Regions from separate parts of the Pan troglodytes genome. Here region 1 is linked to region 2. A link is a contact called in public Hi-C data. All regions are on one chromosome and are shown on one strand. The core of a region is the stretch at or near the end of the contact, and the rest is flanking DNA. Distances in the headings are between cores, read along the strand shown.

Region 1 (3,985 bases), core at 1,228-3,727, 68 kb after region 2:
TTGCGTCGACTCCTGCGTACCGGGAAGGGGAAAGAAAGAGGAATGTTTGCGGAGCGGACTGCTTGCAAGTGCCCTTGCTCGCCACTTCGGCTGCGGCCCGGGTGACACGGAGGCGCGGGGGCGCCTGGCCCGAGCAGCCCGCGCCCCCCTCCCGGTCCCCTGGGCAGGCACCGCCGCGGTTATTTCGCGAGGGGGAGATCGATCGCCCTGCCTGTCTGCAGCGGAAACGCACACGCTCACACACAGCCCGAGCCCGAGACACCATAACCTTAACCCTTCCCCCACCCTCCGTGAACTTCAGGTGACCGACCACGTCGGCCTGACACCCGGGCGGGCGGGCGCTCCGGCTCCACTCCCGCCCCCAGCCCGGGTTTTGCAGGATCGGGCTCCGAGCAGCGCCAAACCGCCAGGAGAGGGGAGTAGTGTGGGGGGAGAGAAGAGAAATTGACCCTCCGTCTCCCCCGACCCCTCCCTCCGGCGCCTCCCGCGTCCCCTCCTCCCCGTCACCCCGCCCCACGCCTTCTCCCCTGCCCCCTCTTCCCTGCATTCAAGGAGCCGGGCGGCCCCGGGGGATATTTTTAGTTGCTTCTTTCTCCTTCACTTTTAGCTTTAGCAGCATCTCGAAACACTCAAAGCGGAGAAAGACTGGGGGGTTGGGGGGAGCTGGAGAGGGAGTGGGGGAAAAGTTAAGAGTCGCGCAAAGAAAAGCCGGAGGGCGGGCGGAGAGGGACCGGGGGCGCGGGTGGAGGAGGGGAAGGGGACCGGGCCGTGCCGGCGGGTGTGTGTCTCCAGTTGGCGTGTGTGGCTGCCGCCGGGGAGGGCTGTGATGCACTTTAGTCCTGGACTCTGCTCAGGCTCGCCAAGGAGGGGGTCTGAGAGCCCGAGTCTCGCCCGGCTCCGTCTGCTCCGACTGACCCCGCATTTTATTGCGGCCAGGAGCCCTGCTCCTCCCTCCCCTCCGCTCTGCAGGGACCTCGCGCGCCGCGAGCCGCCCTGCCTCCTGCCTTCGCCTCGGCGCAGCTCCCGCACCCCACATCCGCCCGCCGCTGCCCGGCCTCGCCCCCCGCCCGGCCGCCCCGCGCCCCGGCGCGCCCCCTCGCCTCGGCGCCGCGGGAGCAGCCGCCCGGCGGCGCGTGTGTACCCGTGTGTTTGTGTGCGGTGCCCCTACACCCTCCCCAGCCGCTCCCGCCTCGCCCGCCCCCGACTCCCCTCCTCCGCCGCCGCCTCCTCCACCTCCGCCTCCTCCTGCTCCAGCCGCCGCCGCCGCTGCCGCCGGCGGCTCGGGGGCCGACCAACCCCGGCGCAACCTTTAGCCAGGGACGGACCTCTCCCTGGATCCTGTACCCGGCGGCTGCTGCGCGCCCTCTCCCTGACACCCCCAAACGCCATGTCACGGCCCCCAGCCCTCCGCGCGCCCCGACCCCCGCACCCTCAGGCGCCGGAATCCACAAGGAATTTTTTTTTTTAAGATTCCAACCTCTCCCACCTCCCCCCACCAAACCCCCGATAAAACCCCCGGCATCCACACTACTCCCCTCCTCCCTTCTCTTGCCCCCTCCCCCCAGCAACCCAGAGTGAGGAGGGGGAAGGGGAGGGAAAGGGAAAAAAAAGCCCAATCTCAAGGAAAAAAAGAGGGGGGGGGTGAGAGAAAGAAAGAAAAAGAGAGAGAGAATAGAAAGGGCACGGGGCTGATCATCACCAACATGGCTGCCTCAGCATAGACCTAAACGAGGAGTAACCCGGGCTGTGTCTTTGTTAGTTTCACCTCTGTAACCCTAAACTAATGCAGAAAACAACGGAGGAGGCTGCGGAGGGGAAAGAGGAGAGGGAGGGCGAGAAAATGGCACGAGAGGAGGTGGAGAAGGGATGACTTACGTGAGGGAAGGCGCTTGGGCTGCTCCTGCTTCCTCCTGGGCATTTTCCCCCTTTTCTCACATTCTCCTCCTTGGTTAATGTGAGATCAAATAAACCCCCGTGGGGGCAGAGAGGCAGACACTGGCAGGAGCGGGGAGGTAGTTGGGGGGCGGGCGGGCGGGCAGGGGGAAACCCCTTCTCCGGTGTGTGCAATGGGTTGAAGCTTGTTTCCTGGAGCCAGAAGAGGGGTTTTCTTCTTTTCTTTCCTTTCTTTTTTCCTTTTTTTTTTTTTTAAATTTTTGGTCGTGCACCTGGCTTGTCCCCGAGCGTAATATTCTTCAATGGAAACGGATCTAATAGGTGTGAGTGTGTGTGTGTCCTATGCTCGCGTGTGTGATGGGAGGTATAAATAAATGAGTGCCAGTGCGGCGGTGTCTATGGCCGCGCTCTGTGTCTCCGAGCCCCTAACACTAATGTCGGGATCAAAGGGCAGCGGCGGCGGCAGCACAGCTCACAGCTCGCTCTCTTGCTCTCTCTCTCTCTTTCTCGCTCTCTCTCCTCTCGCGCTCTCTCTCTCGCTCTCTGTCACACACACACACTCACACACACACAGAGGCACAGACTGAGGGAAAGAGCGAGAGCTACACACACACACGCACGCACACACACACACAGAGCAAAGAGGAAGGTGCCCCAAGGCTCCCAGGGCGGACTCAGCCTCGGATTTACAACCGCTCTGTCTGGAAAGAATGGGGGGCGCGCGTGCGGGGGTGGGATGGAGTTCTTCAAATTTATCCCGCTAGTCACCAAATCTAGGGGGAAAAAAGTTTTTCCCACTCTTTAAACAACGATTAGTTCATTATTTTACTGATTTTTAAAAAGGAAATAAATTTCTCTCTTAACTTTCTTTTGTTTATTAAGCTACATTTTGTTCTGTATGAAATTCTGCAGGCTTTTGTCCCTACCCCATCACCTTAAATCTGGAGGTTATCGTCTCCCACACACTCTTCAAAAACATTCCAAAAAAACTAATTTAAAAAAAATGAAAAGACAACATATGGTGAATCAATAACTTGGTTGACAGTTGACAGAATAAGTGCCCAGTTTTGGAGTGTCCACTGGAGTTAAAACTGAAAAATGCTCCTAAATGAACATTACAGCTACTTGACAAAGAGAGGAAAATAAGATTAGGTCACCCCTGATGGTTGCTTTAACTGCTACGTGATACTCCTAGAGTGCACACAGCAATCTTTACTTCGGAAATTCACTTTTTCCCCTGCTATATACTGCAGGTATATGAAGTTTACCCTGAAGCAATTCCAGTGTGCATTATGAGCCCAATATAGCAGTTTTCATTAACTGATACATACTTTCATTACCTTACAAATCACACATCTTTCTTCAAAGAGAGACATAAAGAAGGAAAATAGAAAAGGACGGGTCTCACTCGAACACAAAAGGTACTTGGTGAAAGAGGACTGTTCTCTTTGTGACTTGCAGTCATTTGGATAAAAGTTCACTCAGAGGTTGTTAATGATTTAAACTCCAAAACCTGCTACTATAATTGAAATAAAAATGGTCTGAAGAAGAGTTGTTTCATAAAACTCTCTTTGTAAGAGGAAACTTTGAACTTAGCAGAATACATTATATGTCATGAGTCAGATGTAGCTAAAAAATAAAAAGGTGCATTATTTAACTACATCTTCCCTTTTTAGCTTTTTTAAAACTCTGACTCATCATCTTATTATGTTAAATATTTTCCTACCAATTTTTAAATAGACCTTTTCATCAAAGAAAGTGGAGGCACAGTAAAGACATAGAACATTAAAATGACACTCTATAAGCCTACATGGATAACTCATGCCTCTTTGAGGTTGAGTTAATTCTTACAACTTCAGTGGTGTTAAAGAGAGCCATGGGGGTTAAATTCTGACCTGCCTTATTAAAAATAATAATAAGGCTTTATATTGCACACTTTTATAAGTGAAGCTTAAAGAGTGCTGTATCTCCCAAAAGATGTCTTTCACTGATAGAGAAATCTCACGTTCAACCCCTCCCTGCCAACTCCCCCCAAAAGATCTAGCTTCCCAGTAACAAGTAATGCTATTGAAAGCGAGGTTTGAAACACCTG
Region 2 (4,370 bases), core at 1,340-3,839:
CTAACATCTTCATTCTTGCAAGAGCACTGTTCTATCAGTGATTAGAAACTCTAATATCCACTTTAAACCTAATTAAGGGTGAGTCTTCTTTACCTTGTGGCTTAGGAATGAAATGATATTTGCTTTTAAGTCACATGCCTATTGTTATGACTAAAAAACTTCTTCCCAGTTTACCTGACCATGGCCACTAGAGTATGGCAGTACTAAGTTCCAAGTGCAAATCACATGAATGGATTCCACTGCCCTGGATTACTTCTGACTAGACCACCGCATCTAAGGGTCAGGACTGTGATGCATATCTCTTTGACCTAAGTCTTTTGCACACAGAATGCTGAGGATTTGAGGATTTTTTTTTTCAGGGCAAAAATAATTGTTGTCAGTCTTCAAACAAGTTTTCATTTCCACATCACGAAGCAGGGGCAGATGCCCTTTGGAAACAGGACGTCATCCATTCAACTATTGCTGAACCCCATAGCACATGTGCTCAACCAAAGGCAACATATACATTTAGAAGGACCACTGCTGTCCACAAATATCTTTCACTGTTCATGGCTGTTAGACATATTCTGTTTGGGGGATATCATTATTATCTACAAAATGATTCCACACTTGTGTCTCAAATCTCATCATGCAAAAGGATTAAGATAAAATATTTTTCCTTAAAGAACATCACTCTTGAAATCTCATTTTTTGCATATTATCTTTTGGTGCTACCCGAGTCTCTTCTGCTTACAATACCTGCTGCACAGCAAACTCTGAACTAGAAATATTATATACTGGAATCTGACCATAAGGAGGGAGACAGGGGTCACTGTTGGTTAAGACTTCAAGTCACTGGAATGTGAAAGTGTATGCTATGGGGGAAGAATCAGAGCTGTGTGACCTCTTTGAATTTATCAGAAAACAACAAATGGATTACTCTGCATCATTTAACACAGGAAGGAGAGTTCAAATATACAAAAAATGTGTTCACTTGAACATCCTTTATAAAAATATTCAGCTTTTATAATAGCAAATAGTACAATCTTACTAGACCTCTCATCTGCATAGGAGGTACTGCACTATCTCTGCAAAGTTTAGGAAGACGGAGCTATGATAAGAATGTAATGATTGCATTATGCTTTATTTATAACAAATCATGTTACCTTGAACTTCCAATGTGCTTTGAATTAACATCAAAGAAAAGAATTTTTAACCCCACCAACTGGTAAGTACAGGAATTTCAACTGTTCTGATATAACGACTAAGTAAATCACTGTTAATTTCTTACTTTCCAACCCACTAGTCAACCAGAAACACAGTCAGAACTGCTGATGAAATTACAGGTCTTAAAGGAGTCTCTCTAATGCATTTCTTGCTTTCATTCTCCAAGCACAGCAAGTTCCAAACTAAAAACAGCTTTTGATTCATATTAGCATTTTAAATATCGTTTCTAAAAATTATGCTTAAGAGGTAATGAACTAAGGATGGGATATGACTTGACAAGTATTATTATTGATATTACCTTTTTTTTCCATGTTCTGAAAGTCCTATCTTTGAATTGAAAAGACATTATGTTTTTACCTGTTTCAGAGAGGACAGGGCAGATAGGAGATGACGTGGAAGAAAATCCAGACTATATGAATTTCAAATTATAAGCTATTTTCCCTACATTTAATATGCTGAGATTACATTTAGATGCTAGTAAAGAATGATTCATTAATCTTAAGAACAGATTAATTATTGTAATATTCCATTATAAAATTCTCTATCCATAAAATCTCTTATTGCCACTCTATTGGTAATTACTTCAAGTGCCATCTCAAATGCTTATGAAGTTAAGAAAAATATTTGTAATGGTGCTTAAAGAGTGTAGTATAAATACACACAAAATGCCAGGTCCTCTATTAGGAAAGAATAGATATTTTGATCAGTTAGCAGAAGACCTTTGAACACCATTAGAACCCATTTAAAATTATGGCCTATATCACCTTAGAAAGCAGCAGTGGTTTCCAACAATTTGCAGTGATAGTCAGGAAAAGGTTGTATTTAATAAGATAGGTACACAGCTAATATACACAAACAAACTCACACACAACACAGGAATTTAAGCCAAGTAATCTGATCGTTCTTTGAATTCACAGCAATAATGCGATATTGCTGCCATTGGGTTAATTATAACCCATGCAGGAAGCAGTCCAGTTGGCCTGCAAGTGAAACTATCAGAATGTGAATATTTTAGAATAAATCAAGTACCTGAGAGTTTCATGAGAAGTTCAGAGGCTGCTTTGACTGACACATCCCGCCTTAGCACACTTCCCTTCCCTTCCTGGGGCTTTAGTGCATCCTCAGAGACGCCTGGGGCTGACACTTCAGATTCCGGGCTGAACACATAGCTGGACCGAGGCAAAGTCGTGCTTAGGGACTCCCCTTCCTTAGGCTCCTCTTTCACTTTAAAATTAAGATTCATGGGCTCCTTCTGATTTGCAGCTGTCAAAAGAAAAAAAGGGATTATATATACATAAAAGGCCACTCCCCTCCTTAGCTGCCCTGGTACTTCACGAAGTATGGAATGCACAATCACACTGTGCTAACAACCGGAGGGATCACAACCTCATCAGAACAGGCTGGGCCCTGGGCAGAACCACACAATACACTCCATGGGCCTACAACTCTGAGGAGTGTGGGCTTCTGAATCTTTTGAACCTATAATATTTTAAGAAGTGCTACCTCTACAAAGTTTCTGGGCATTTTCTCTTTGGTTTCCCTAGACGTCTTGTTTCCTGTGTATGCCATTGCCTCCCTGACTTATTAGCACTCTCCCCACCTAATCCTATTATGAAATAATGCTTTCAGGCAATTATTCTGCCATAAGATATTGAATACAAACATGAGTCAGAGGCAGTACCCAAAGCAAAAACCTGGGGTGCAATGGTAAGGTGAGGATGGAGAATTTGCCAAACAGAAAAGCTCAGACTAGAGAGAGACCACTCTTGCCTCATTAAAAGACGACACTACTGATCCATAAACAGTGGGGCATTTACTTAGCACTGTTCTTCTGATTATGGTGATAAATCCATGTCTGTAGTCCAAGTCATCACTGAGTCCAAAATGGCCTTTTTTTTTTTAAAGAACAGTTTTTATTTTGGAATAATTTTAGATTTACAGAGAAGTTGCAAAGATGGTTCCAAGAGTTCCCATATATCCTTCACCCAGAATTCCCTAATGTTAGCATCTTACATAACCATGGTACATTTGTCAGAACTAAGAAATTCACATTACTATGAGCTAAACTCTAGATTTTATTCAGATTTCACCAGTTTTTCCACTAATGTCCTTTTTCCATTTTTAGCATGGTTGGTTGCTGTGGAGTGTGTGGTCAGGATAGAGCTAACTGGCCTATTATGGGATGGATTCTGTGGCTCAGCCACACTGTACCAGGCCTTCCCCACTGGGCTACATACTACCCAGGAAAGACCACAAAGGAAGAGACAAGCACCCTCTTCCTACTACTCTTCACTTTCACAGGCATCTCACTCCCTTTAAGAGTCCATGAGGTAGGAACTTAGGATTGATTACACTGATTGTGTCCATCTTTTGAGAAAGAGGATCTCATCCTAATACAGGATTCTTAGAAACACTTATTAGAATGAGCCTTAAGTCCATTCCATCTTAACAGACAAAAAGATAAAAATAAATCCCCAAAGCAAACATCTATCACCCCTTACCTACCACCTACTCCAAGCCAATACTCAAGCACAAAGTCTGTTTTCCATCTCATACCCCTGTAAGAATATGCATTCTGGAATCACAAGTTCACACAGACCAGCATATTTGGAAACTGAACCCCAGAAGCCCAAACAACTATCTGGAAGTTTCACTACCAGAAAGATGCAGAGCTGGGACCAGAACCTAAGTCCATGGGCTTCCCCTGCTGTGTCCCTTACCTGCCTCCACCGCACCACCTCCACTTCTGGTCTGTGTATTGTAACAAAACTTGAAAATACTTGACCTTCCAATCGGCTCAAATACTACCTGCTCAGTGAGGTCTACTCTGATCATCCTGTTCAAAACTGTAATCACCACCTTCACAGTCCTCCCAACCTCTCTTACCCTGATCTAACTTTCATTTTTCCCTCCAAATACTTATTACCTAATAACCTACTGTTATGGACTCAATTGTGTCCCTTCATATGTTGAAGCCCTAACCTGCCAGTGTGGAATATACCTGGAGGTAGGACCTCGAAGGAGGTAATTAAGGTTAAATGAGGTCATAAGAGTGGAGCCCTAATGCATTGTGACTGGTTCCATTAAAGAACCAGAAGAATAAGAAGAGAGAGAGAGAGAGACACCAGGGATGCACGCACACAGAGGAAAGTCTGCACGAGGAC

The links. A called contact is a pair of places that touch in the nucleus more often than the background predicts.
Region 1: a Hi-C map of stem cell-derived neural progenitor cells shows a contact between it and region 2, with 2.3 times the contacts expected there. The contact joins the promoter of ZNF827 here to the enhancer-like site in region 2. A contact is called at or near these places in 1 of 7 Hi-C or Micro-C datasets (stem cell-derived neural progenitor cells) and 1 of 1 datasets of contacts at active chromatin or transcription factors (stem cell-derived excitatory neurons).

Annotation. Positions count from the first base shown.
Region 1 is chr3:147,725,267-147,729,251 of NHGRI_mPanTro3-v2.0_pri, forward strand. ZNF827 (zinc finger protein 827) reads right to left here and starts at 2,478. Exons shown (of 14, transcript XM_016952308.4): 1 at 1,876-2,478. The coding sequence starts at 1,918.
Region 2 is chr3:147,656,827-147,661,196 of NHGRI_mPanTro3-v2.0_pri, forward strand. ZNF827 (zinc finger protein 827) reads right to left here. Exons shown (of 14, transcript XM_016952308.4): 5 at 2,236-2,469. Among named protein-coding and RNA genes, the nearest start is that of ZNF827, 69 kb to the right of the region's middle. Within about 2 kb of position 2,590, at least 2 of the 24 cell types and tissues checked have an H3K27ac peak or open chromatin away from gene starts, as enhancers often do. A contact at or near this core is called in stem cell-derived neural progenitor cells, where this site is marked.